Regions from separate parts of the Mus musculus genome. Here regions 1, 3 and 4 are each linked to region 2. A link is a contact called in public ChIA-PET and HiChIP or PLAC-seq data. All regions are on one chromosome and are shown on one strand. Each heading gives the region's core, a stretch centred on a gene start, on an enhancer-like site or on the middle of the called end of the contact. The rest is flanking DNA. Distances are from core to core; before and after follow the strand shown. Region 1 holds the start of Traf3ip2 (TRAF3 interacting protein 2). Region 2 has its middle 29 kb from the start of Ccn6. Region 3 overlaps Fyn (Fyn proto-oncogene). Region 4 overlaps Fyn (Fyn proto-oncogene).

What was found. ChIA-PET counts read pairs in DNA pulled down with a chosen protein or histone mark. HiChIP or PLAC-seq counts read pairs in DNA pulled down with a chosen protein or histone mark.
Region 1: a contact with region 2 is called in an RNA polymerase II ChIA-PET map of effector CD8 T cells, with 7 read pairs. The contact joins the promoter of Traf3ip2 here to the enhancer-like site in region 2. A contact is called at or near these places in 7 of 39 promoter capture datasets (the C10 cell line, cranial neural crest, epiblast stem cells and 3 more), 1 of 15 datasets of contacts at CTCF or cohesin (the NIH/3T3 cell line), 1 of 484 Hi-C or Micro-C datasets (bone marrow-derived macrophages), 14 of 115 datasets of contacts at active chromatin or transcription factors (the 230-238 cell line, T-cell acute lymphoblastic leukemia, acute myeloid leukemia and 9 more) and 3 of 9 other capture datasets (adipose tissue, liver and macrophages).
Region 3: an H3K27ac HiChIP or PLAC-seq map of regulatory T cells shows a contact between it and region 2, with 6 times the contacts expected there. The contact joins two enhancer-like sites. A contact is called at or near these places in 1 of 484 Hi-C or Micro-C datasets (bone marrow-derived macrophages) and 10 of 115 datasets of contacts at active chromatin or transcription factors (CD8 T cells, DN3 thymocytes, the SCID.adh cell line and 6 more).
Region 4: an RNA polymerase II ChIA-PET map of effector CD8 T cells shows a contact between it and region 2, with 12 read pairs. The contact joins two enhancer-like sites. A contact is called at or near these places in 2 of 484 Hi-C or Micro-C datasets (liver and nephron progenitors), 5 of 115 datasets of contacts at active chromatin or transcription factors (T-cell acute lymphoblastic leukemia, bone marrow-derived macrophages, effector CD8 T cells and 2 more) and 2 of 9 other capture datasets (adipose tissue and liver).

What each region holds. Positions count from the first base shown.
Region 1 is chr10:39,611,661-39,614,360 of GRCm38.p6, forward strand. Traf3ip2 (TRAF3 interacting protein 2) reads left to right here and starts at 1,274. Exons shown (of 9, transcript NM_134000.3): 1 at 1,274-1,686. Gm16364 (predicted gene 16364) reads right to left here and starts at 2,022. Exons shown (of 6, transcript NR_152259.1): 1 at 1,824-2,022.
Region 2 is chr10:39,191,543-39,194,242 of GRCm38.p6, forward strand. No RefSeq gene overlaps it. Among named protein-coding and RNA genes, the nearest start is that of Ccn6, 29 kb to the left of the region's middle. Within about 2 kb of position 1,344, at least 73 of the 459 cell types and tissues checked have an H3K27ac peak or open chromatin away from gene starts, as enhancers often do. A contact at or near this core is called in CD8 T cells, DN3 thymocytes, the SCID.adh cell line and 6 more, where this site is marked.
Region 3 is chr10:39,490,933-39,493,632 of GRCm38.p6, forward strand. All of the region lies in intron 3 of Fyn (Fyn proto-oncogene), which reads left to right. Among named protein-coding and RNA genes, the nearest start is that of Gm40627, 98 kb to the right of the region's middle. Within about 2 kb of position 1,414, at least 23 of the 459 cell types and tissues checked have an H3K27ac peak or open chromatin away from gene starts, as enhancers often do. A contact at or near this core is called in CD8 T cells, DN3 thymocytes, the SCID.adh cell line and 1 more, where this site is marked.
Region 4 is chr10:39,454,943-39,457,642 of GRCm38.p6, forward strand. Fyn (Fyn proto-oncogene) reads left to right here. Exons shown (of 14, transcript NM_001122893.1): 3 at 124-193. Among named protein-coding and RNA genes, the nearest start is that of Fyn, 86 kb to the left of the region's middle. Within about 2 kb of position 1,434, at least 64 of the 459 cell types and tissues checked have an H3K27ac peak or open chromatin away from gene starts, as enhancers often do. A contact at or near this core is called in effector CD8 T cells, where this site is marked.

The sequences.
Region 1 (2,700 bases), core at 24-2,523, 420 kb after region 2:
TCTCCTCTACCACCCCTTCCATGCCTTCCTTTCCTGTTCTCCTTTCAATGCTGACAGCTGCCCCTCCCCAATTACCCTCGTTTCAGCCACTCCACAAGGAGTGTTGTTTTCCCCCAACCCCTAAGATCTAATAATAATGTTCGAGGCAGAAAGTTCAAGGCTGAGCTAATAAATATGGGACTATCAGGCCTGTGTTACCAGGCTCAGCTACAGCCATTTCTGACGTGATGATCCAACAGGTATACAGTGACTGCCTACAATGTCATAAGCAGTGTCCTACATGCTGGGGACACCTCTCTCTCTCTGTCACTACATATATATATATATATTGTCAAGAATAATGTTTTATTAAATAATTTCTCAAAGCCACCTTCCCATGTTTGTACAAATAATACAAATGAATACAAATTTTCATTGTTTTAACAGCTAAGTAGTACTTCATTGTAAGAACACACCACAATGTGTACCACTTTATTATAAAGTTTTAAAAACAAGCCACATTCCCTTTGTTTATAATGTGTGGTACAACTTTAAGTGTAATACTTAGGCAGACCTGGGGCAATCTGATTGAGGACATTTTGGGCAATGTTCCCTATGCAAGAGTGGAGAGACTGGACTGGCTCAGTCTGAGACACTTTCTATGGTAGAGGGGGGAAGTTCAGTGGCTGCGATCAGTGCTGGCTGGTGGCCTGAGAGTTCACACCCGGACTGGCTCCCATCACCCTCCAGTGCTTTAGAAATAACCTGGATTTATATTACCCACACATAGCATGGTGCCATTGTTCTGCCTCCAGGATCCCTGTCTGTGCAATAAATTCTGTAGTGTACTGAATAAACAAAGGGAAAAGAAAGAAATAAACTTAAGATTGTGAAATGAGAGCCAGGCAGTGGTGGCACATGCCTTTAATCCCAGCGTTAGGAGGCAGAGGCAGGGGGATTTCTGAGTTCGAGGCCAGCCTGATCTAGAGAGTGAGTTCCAGGACAGCCAGGGCTACACAGAGAAACCCTGTCTCGAAAACAAAAACAAACAAAAAAGCAAAACAAACAAAAACCCAAATCAAAAGATTGTGAAATGAGAAGTCAGAGGTGTGTGTGTGTGTGTGTGTGTGTGTGTGTGTGTGTGTGTGTGTGTGATACAGTCCTGCACAGGGCTGTAGGCAGTGAATCCTTTGCCCCATAGTTACAGGCAGCAAATCTGTTTTGGTGAGTTAAAAAACACAGTTAAAAGTTCTTGCTTCATATTCCCTCCCATTATCAGGCCCAGGCTCGTTTGAAGCTGCTCAAGAATAAGCAGTGTGAAGACCGCAAGTTCTGTCTCCGGGAGACACCTTCTCAGGCGCTGCAGTAACCCAGAAGCCCGGGGCATTCCTCACAGTTTCTTATCTGGGTGGTAAAAGCAGGATGCAGCCTAATTGGTTGCTGGTTCTCTCTGGTGAACGCAAGAGGTTTCTGTTTTAAGAAATAAAGTGACTTCTTGGCGGTTGATTCACTGCCCCACGGGGAGAGGCTGAGCAGAGGCTTCCTCTCCGTAGAGATTTGCATACAGCATCCACTTCCTGCTCGAGAGCCTGCTCCACCACTTACCTGGGACTGGAGAGGGCGAGGGAGGTCTGAGCGGCCCAAGGTGGATCCCCGTGAGCAGAGCCAGCGACCACCCCCTGGGCCGTCTGTCGGTGGCGATCTTAGGTAAGTGAACTCACTGGTGCCTGGCTGCTCTGACCTCTTTAACCACTGGCCGGCTTTCCAGTCCACTGGCTTCTCTGTTGCCACAAGGTCCTGATCTCACTTCCCTCCGCCCTCCGCCCTCATGCCCCCACCTTTACCTTGTCCATCTGGAGGCCAGTTTGAGCTGAGACTGTGACAGAGTTCCAGCAGGAATGTGGCGCCAGTTTAGGGTTTCTCTCGGGCAGGCCTGGCTGAGTTTAACTCTATAAGGAGAGGCACACAGCACTACACGCTGCCGGGTTGGAGTTTTCAGTACTCATAGTCAGCCATCAAGAAATCAAAGTACGCAGTGAGTTCAGGGCCAGCCTGGGTGACGTAGCAAGAACCTGTCTTTAAAAACGAATCAAAACTGTTTCTCCAAGGAGGGAGCCATGGTAGAAAGGATTAAGTACTTGGCTTTCAGCCCAAGACACGTCAGGGACTGCGGGAAGGCCAACTCCCAGTTTTTCTCTATTTTATGCTGGGGGAAAATACCAGCCTCACATTCTTGGGTCAGAAAGTGCTCGCCGCCCCCCCCCCACATTCCCCCCCCCCCCAGGCCTCCATTTCCTTTAGCCAGTGGTTTGCTGGGTCTGGATGGTGCTGGGGAGGCCAGAGAAGAAACACTGGATCTTGGAAGCTGCCTTCTCTGTGACTTCCTAGTTCACAGTGGCCTCTTAGACTAGAGACTTTTTCTAAGGGTGTCGTGGAAAGAAACCAAATTAGTAATTGAAAAAAGCAGAAAACGTGCTTCCAAGTTCTCCCTCCACTTTGGTGTGGGTGCATCTCTTAGGCAATTCTCTTTGGCTCCCAGATGCCTGGATTTCTTCATCCACAAAGTGTGTGTGTGTGTGTGTGTGTGTGTGTGTGTGTGTATACATATGTGTGCACTCACACACTAACATGATTATGTCTAAATTCTTTTCTAAGAAACCAAGGCCAGGGTAGTCCCAGAAGGGTACTACCATAATGGGTGGTCTCTAAAACTTGTTTTGT
Region 2 (2,700 bases), core at 94-2,593:
TGGAGGTTTACTGACTGTCTACTACCTAGACCTAGTCCTGGAAGCTTCTAGCCTCCTTACAATTTAATCTAGGCCTAGAATGTTTTCAGTCTTTGAGACTTACTGCTAAATAAACTCACCTTCCCTCTTTTGTTCTCTCTGAACTCTGGCTGATTTGACTCAGCTGCTCTGGTGAGAACTCCTCTCCCACCTGACTTATTCAATCTGGTTTTTCTCTCAGCCTCTGAATTGTTCTGCTTGGCCTCAACTAACTCTCACAATCTCTTCTAATCTTCTGGCTCCTTCTCATTCTCTTGCTTGTTCTGTCTGCCTGTGTCTAGCTTGTTCTCTCTTCCATCTGTCTCTGTAAAACTCTCCTGGTAAAACTGCCTCCTTCTCCTTCTCTGTGCTGCTCCACTCTCCCTCTCAACTCAATTGTCCTCCTCTCCAGGAACTCTACTGTATCCTGTATTGTACTCTCTTCTTCCTATGCTGTCTGTCTCTTCCTTGAGTAGTTTTCCTTTCCTCTCCTCAGGAGAGTTGGACATATCCTATTCTGTCAGATCTTTCTCTGATTTTTGTCACTTTGTCTGCTACTCAATTAGACATCACTTTCAAACATGGCTGCTTCCGTCTACAAAATAACTTTACCTTCATTGTTTGGGATTAAAGGTGAGTACCAATGTTGTGTCTGTATTCTGGCCAGAGGGAATAAAGAGGTGTGCTTAAGGCGAGTCACACCCTAACTAGAAACAGGTTCAATTATACTGTAACAAGCCAAACTGATGTAGATAATCCCCTGCTCAGTCTCTTCTCTGGTGATTCTAAATTGTGACAAGTTGATAATAGAACTAATTATCATACTTTGTTAGTTTTGAGACAGGCTCTCAGGTAGCTCAGGCTGGCCTTGTACTTCCTATGTAATTGGGATGACCTTGAACTCCTGATCCTTCCTATACCGGGATCTGAGGTATGTGATACCACACCAGGTTTTATTTGGTGCTAGGGATCAAGCCCAGGACTTCCTTCGTACATGCTAGGCAAGTATTTTACCACCTAAGCTTAATTTTCTGTCCATACTGTGTCCTTCTAGTAGGAATACTCTTAGGTATCAAATATCTTGACTCAAAATGAGAGGCCATTTTGAATTGATCCATTTTTGAGGAATGCTACCTAGGGGATATGTTCCTCTCTACAGTCCTGAAAGAGACTCCAGCTCACATCTACCTTCTAAACATCAGAGGCAATAACTCTCATACTCAGGAGGCCAACTATAGAATGTTATCATCGGTAATCACTTATCACTGTAGACTTCAGTACAATCAACTGCTTTTGCAAGCCTTTGGCTGTGAGCGCCTGAGCACAACAGGATGTGGTTAGGCGGTTGAAGCTCAGAGATCTGAAGAGCCCTATTGGGCAAGACAGAAGAAGGTATCTGAAAATCCCCACCTATAATATGCAAGTTTTGCTGACAGTGTTAGGAAATTCAGTTTCATTAAATATATATTTAGTTAATGCCTACCATGTACAATACATTGTGCTTCATGCATAAGGGACAATGGTTGCTTGCAGTGAGGGTGCAGTACTCTACAGGCTTAGACTGAAATAAACCCAATCTAAGCTCCACTCTGGAAGGACTTTGGTTTTCCCACTCTGACAATTGAATAGATTTGAGTTATTATCTAGGGTTCACTTCTGTCAGGCCACCTGAAGGAGTACCTAGGAGGGTTCTTAAACAAAGCATTTGCTATGAAAAGACTGAAGCAAATGATATACCAGAAAGAACTGTGTCCATTGGCACACAGCTCACATAGATGTCTCCAAGCACACAATTCTAAAAGACATGAATTGGGTTCTGAGGAATGATTCCACCTCCTTGTCATTTGGGCACTAGTGGAAACCCATGTAAAGACGAGGTCTGAGTTCAGAGGCTGGGAATTGGCAATATCTCCCAAGGTGCTAGTTGCGACTCTTTTTTTTCTCTCTGGGCTGAGAAGCTGCATCTCATTCTCTCTGCATTTTTCAGCAGTAAGAGCAGCTGTGGATGCATTTCTTGCACAAGTGCCCTGAGCTACCTGTGCTTTTATTAAAAAGACGGGAGGAAAGAATGTGATGAAAGAAGCCACTTCCCACACCCGGTGCTTGATATAAAGGCAGATCCTGCTTTTGAAAGATCCTGGCAGAATGTAAAAGGACACAGAAGCCCTGAAATTGGCAAGATAGACGTCAGTGTTAGCAGAACTAGCTTCGCTGATTTAGAAAAATAGAGGTGCACAATGATCTGGCCACTCCTTGAACCTGTGTGTCTGCCAATGTTCTGACCAGGTGTGTGCCCATTGCTGCACCTTCATTAGACTCTTTCCTTGTACCCCTCCCATACCCATTTCTTGAAAATAGACATTGTTTAGATCTGGAAATCCCCTAATCTCCCCCTTCTCCTTTCCCCCCTGAGGGCCTATAAAAACTGGGAATTCTTTCCCCTCGACTCCTCTACCCCTGCGTGGGATATGAGTCGTCCCCAGAGCTCTGGCTTTCCCGAATAAAGCCTCATGTGGTTTGCAACAAGCTCGGTCTGTCAGGTCTGTCGTGAGTTCTTGGGTGTCCACTATTGTCCTGAGGCCTGAGCGAGGGGCTCCTCTTGGAGTCTTTCACTTTGAGCAGAATCAGACTCTAAGTATTCCCATGTAAACTGTTCAATGTTCTGTGGCTTGTTTTCTATCA
Region 3 (2,700 bases), core at 164-2,663, 300 kb after region 2:
TGCATCACCCAGTGCCTTGTCAGAGTGCAGCTTGCAGGCCCCTCCTCATACCGACTACTGAGTCAGACGCTTCAGCAGCTGGGCCCACCCAGCGTGGTTTTCACAAGCCTTCCAGGTGACGGTCAAGAGCATGAAGTTTGAGGGCCACTAGTATTCAGGAAATCCCACTGGACAAATTCATGTTCAGCTGTAGAAGCCACCAGACAACCCTCTCCACACACACATAGACCGATGCTGAGCCTCAGACCCCTCAGCCCCCACACATACACACACGTACACATACACATACACATACACACCCATGCTGAGTCTCATCCCCCCCTCCTCTGAAGGAGGAAGGACATGAAACCAAAGGCTTCTATGACCTCTCTTTATGATGTCTGGTCTTAAGCCAGCTGTGACAGCATTTTCTTAGCACATGCGTACACTCTAAAAACTAAATGAGGGAAAACCTTATCAGTGTTGCCTCAAGAGAAAGCATTAATGGGAGCTGGAGAGATGGCTCAGTGGTTCAGAGTGCTTGCTGCTCTTGCAGAGGACCCACAGTGAGTTCCCAACACCTATGTCAGGCAGCTCATAACTACCTGCCATCTCTACTCCAGGGGATCTGATGCCCTCTCCTGGCCTCTGAAGGCATCTGAGCACACACAGCAGACACAGACATGCACACAGATATACATATGCATATAGATAAAAATAAATCCTTTAAGTATTATTGTTATGGAGATGAATGTAGAAGGGAAAAAACAAATTCAGAATTTCATATCTTCAATACTGTGATCTTCCTGCACCCCTTCCTTTGTGTATATATGTGGGGGGTATGTACTCACATTTGTGTGTGTTTGTATGTGCATGCACACATACACTCTCAAGCACAGAAGTCAGTATTGGTGTATTCATGTCTTCCTAGTCATCCCCTTCTCTCTTGTACATGTTCAGTGTGTGTGTGTGTGTGTGTGTGTGTAACTGGGAATTGAACCCGGGGCCTCAGACTAGGCCAATGTTCTGTCATTGAGCTATATTTCTGGTCCTCTGGTAGAGTTAGGTTTGCTGCCAGGCAGCCTCACTTCCTTGGGATTATAGGCATGTTTGCATCTATGAAGGTATACCCACTGATTAATCTACATATGTATAAGGTCACACCCTAATGAGATTACAACATCCATCCACTGAGTGCTTTGTGGTGGAAGTAGTTTAAGGTGCTGGGCACACACAGGTAGGCAGAGCTTGCGTTGGCAGGGACTGAGTCAAGGAGTGTGCATTCAAAGAACAGCAAGACAAAGGGTGTACAAAGGAGAGAGGATTGTGGGAGCCGAGGCAAATCTGATAAAATACTTACAATGTATCCCCCATACAGCAGGGATGCATCCCCAGCTGTCATTTCCGGAGTGGCTGGGTTAGAGGGCTAGAAGGAGAGCCAGCCATCGTCATTCGGCTGGTGGTTTTGTAACTTTCATTTTCCTTGAACATGGCATGAACATCCAGCTAGTCTGCCACGCTGTCATTGTAATCACCTCATAGGAGTCTGTTTGATATGTTTTCTTAAGTTCCTGTGGGTGAGTGCCTAGATTATTCCCAGTTTTTCATTATCACTGATTGCACTGAAATGAATGTTGTTGAGTCTTTATATACATTTTTGTTCTTAGGATAATGTCTAACAGAGGAAGTCCTTGGCCAGGAGTAGCATACGTTTGGAGATTTTTTTCCTGACTCTGTTAGTTCATGTCTTCTGTGATTGTTTCACTGGCCGTTTTCCAATCACTTCACACCCTTAGTGGATGACATCTCCTATGTTGAGCCCAGAGCCTTGGTTGCTAGTTATGTATTGTCATTGTATATTGTCATTGTATCCTTCCATTATCACCTTCGTCCTCGGGTAAGTTCTAACCCAGATGCAGGACACATAGGTCCTGGGTACATGTGTCCCTTCAGCAGGTGTGTTGTGGGCCTGTTGTCCTGTGTGTCCTCTTCACTGGCCTCAGGAGGGTTATGTGCTGTGTGCCCTTGATGTGGCTCACTTGTTCTGAGTGGCTATCCATGTGGTCACTACAACTCAGTGTGTCACCAGCCTAATCCTTTAGCCCCAGCAGTAACCAACACTCACCCCGCTCCCGGTCCCTGATCCACTCAGATCCTTTAATTTACAGAAAAATGTGAGGACTGAAAGTTATATAGTCAAAGCTTTTTCATTTAACAAGCAAAAGAAAGTAGCCAGACTCAAAAAGAGAAAAATCTCTTCAAGTGCCCAAATAGGTTTTCAGTTCTCTATTTTGATTTCCTTCTGTTTAGTTCTTGGCTTCCACCCAGAAGTCATCAGTCTTTCAGGCATGGTTCAGCACCTAACTGAAGAGAAAAATGGAACCTGTGTCTTAGGAGCCATCCCCAATCTCTCAGCCACAGAGCTTGTACCATCCTGACAAGCTCACCTTGAGGACATAGCCCGCAAGCTTCTGCTAAGCATCAGTCTCCCTGACTGCTCTGCCACACAGCCTGGTCAGCTTTGCAGGTTTCCAGATTCTAGCTGAACTGGGGTATCCTCTGTCACTTACCCCTTCCCGTCAGTACAGCGTAGGTAAGGAAGGCCAAGCTGGCCTTGTTCAGATGACTGGTTATGGTGGCTTGTCCACAGCGTCTAGGGACTGGTTGGCTTCAGCAGCACACTGCTCTGTGGGGGTGTCTGAGCCCCTTCTTTGAAAAGGT
Region 4 (2,700 bases), core at 184-2,683, 260 kb after region 2:
AGTTTGCTGCATGGATGGGTGCCCCAATCGATCGATCGGTAGGTGAAGAGGAACAAAGAGAGCAAGCCCTGGGCACATTGAAACAGATTGTAAATAAGGAGTCTATCTGCATTGTTTTTTCAGAGTCAGTCCGACCGCTGGTTTCGAAGACATGTGGTGTATATAAAGTTTGTGATAGTTGGTGGAAATTTGGGTAAGTGTTGTTCCATTTATTTCTAACACATTTAGTGTAAAATGGTGCCACCGAGAGGTGCCCTGCACTGCCCAGGTATCTTTCAAACCTGCTCTAAACCTCAAATGAACGTTTTTAAGTAAATGTGTCACTAAATTGGTGTTTTCTGACAATATGCCATTTTTCTTGTTAAAACTAACGTTATTAAGTGATATGGGATTTTATAAAAGTCTAGATCTGGGGAAGCTCAAAATAAGGGCCCAGGTCACCATTGTCAATTTAGTTCATGCTCTAAGCCAGCTGTGTAACAGGAGCAACAAATGCACAGGCGAGAGGGATAGTGTTTCCAAAGCCAGGAGTCCAAACGGCCTGCATGTTGACAGAGAGAGAAGCTACCTGCTTGAAGAATGGGAAGTGAAAAAAAAAAAAAAAAAAGTAAGCAGCAACTCTTCCTGGAAGCTGCCCCAGGCTGGAGCAGAAGCTTGGGAGGCAGAGAACTGTCCTGACAGCTGGTGGTGTGGAGGGCAGGCTGTAGTCAGGGGACCTAGGTTAAATCTCTGTACTCATTGTTGCTTTACAATAACCCTCAGAGTCTCGAGCTCTTCTGTAAACGGAGGCCTTTAGTGAGCCGAGTCATGCTGGTGCACAGTAGGTGCTCCACAGCAGCCATGTTTTCCGACAGACTCCTTGTTGGGGACATTTGCCTCTGAAGATAAGCCACTCAGAAGGTGCATGTTTTCAGCAGGAAGACTTGAGAAATGGGACATGTCACTTCCCAGTGACTAGCTACCACAGCAGCTTCTCTGTCATTTTCTCCATAATGAGCCCGGAGATGGGGCATGGGAGGAGGTAAGGGAGAGCGGCTGTTACTTGGGCCTCCTTCTAGAACCCAAGGAAGCCACTGTCAGACAAGCACTGCTAGCTCAGCCTACCTTCCTGCCACGGTTACAGTCGAGTGAGGTCACATCCTTCCAGCTTTTGGTTAAGTTCTGATACTATTTTCATTCATGTCAGTGAGAAGGGACAGAGCGAGGTGCACGATATGTTTGGCTCATATGGGCTTTTATTTCCAACCCTTCCTTTTGATTTTACCGTGGTTACGTGCCGTGGTTATGTGCCTTTGCCGACATCGATTATTGAACTAACAGTTTGGCTTACCTGTGTTTGGGAGAGAACCAGCCTTGTTGCTGCTGTACAGAGTGCTGATATTAAAGCCACATGTCTCATCTGTGGGACAAGGACATGGACGTGGCCTCAGGAGGTCTCTACAATAATCTCTAAAGAGCCAGAAAGTGTCTTCAGCAACATTTTAACCAGAGGCTTCAAGTCTTCTCAGAGATAAAGAGGAACTTGCCCGGGCAGCTCACTGGGAGGTCTAACATTGCCACTGGAGGGAATAGCCCACTCGGCAAGTTTAATTAGTACAATACAGGATTTATTTCAGAAATAACTAGGGATATAACGGTCCCAAGCCTGTAGCAATACTTACTTTTGGGAGGTGAGAATGCTCATTCTGATTTGATTGTCAGACACTGTGTACATGCATTGACTCATTGTGCTGAGCCCAGATGGTTTGTCTTAATAGAAAATAACATAATAAACAATTAGGGGACACTAGGAAATTGTTTGAGAAGAGTGACCAAATTGTTCCATATCTTAATCGTGGTGTTATTTCTACAACTGTGGGCTTTTGTGGAAACCCACAGAACTGTACTGTAAGGAGACTGGGTTTTCTTCTGTGGGAATGAAAGATGGAAAGAGTGAGTTGTAGAAGACAGTTATCTCAGCTTGTTAAAGTGTGATGGTGGAGAGTGAACTGCATGTGGGATGGGGACTTAGGCTGAGTCCCACAGTGCCTGTCACACGGAGGTAATGTGACAAATGCTTAAGTGCCCACTACGCCACCTGCCGATCTTAGATAGGTTATGTTGGTGTCCCACACACTTGTCTACCATGTTTAGATGATCTCCTCCTTCTGTCACCCCCTGTCCTCTGAACTAAACAACCCCCCGCCCCCCGTCTTCCTTCCCTCTTGTTATGTCCATGTCACACCCCATCCCATGAAGCTCTTAGCAGAGGCTCCTGCCTTACAGTTCCTCCCTGTGCACCTGCCCAGCACTGAAGCACTACGCCTGTCAGGATCTGGCTGGAATGCCTTGCTGTGTAGATGTTAGTAGACACCTAGCCCTAAACTCCGTCCCACCCATCACTCTCAGGACTGAGCCCACTGATGGGTCATGCAGGTGGTCTGTTTTGTGGGCTTCTGAGAATGGAGAAAGGAGGGCAGCGTAGCAAATCCACCTTCCCCGTCCGGGTGAAACAGTCTTGGCACTCTCAGCTGAGGCCGTGGGCAGACTGCTGTGGACGAATCTCTGAGGCGCAAGCGTTTCCCAGATTCTCATTCCTCGTTATGACTCAAGAAATGTAAGACTCTTAAAGCTACAGCTTGTGAATATTTTGAGATGGCCAAGATTCTCCCTCTCCTTTAGGCCATATCATCGTGAAAGATAAATGCAATGAGGAATAAA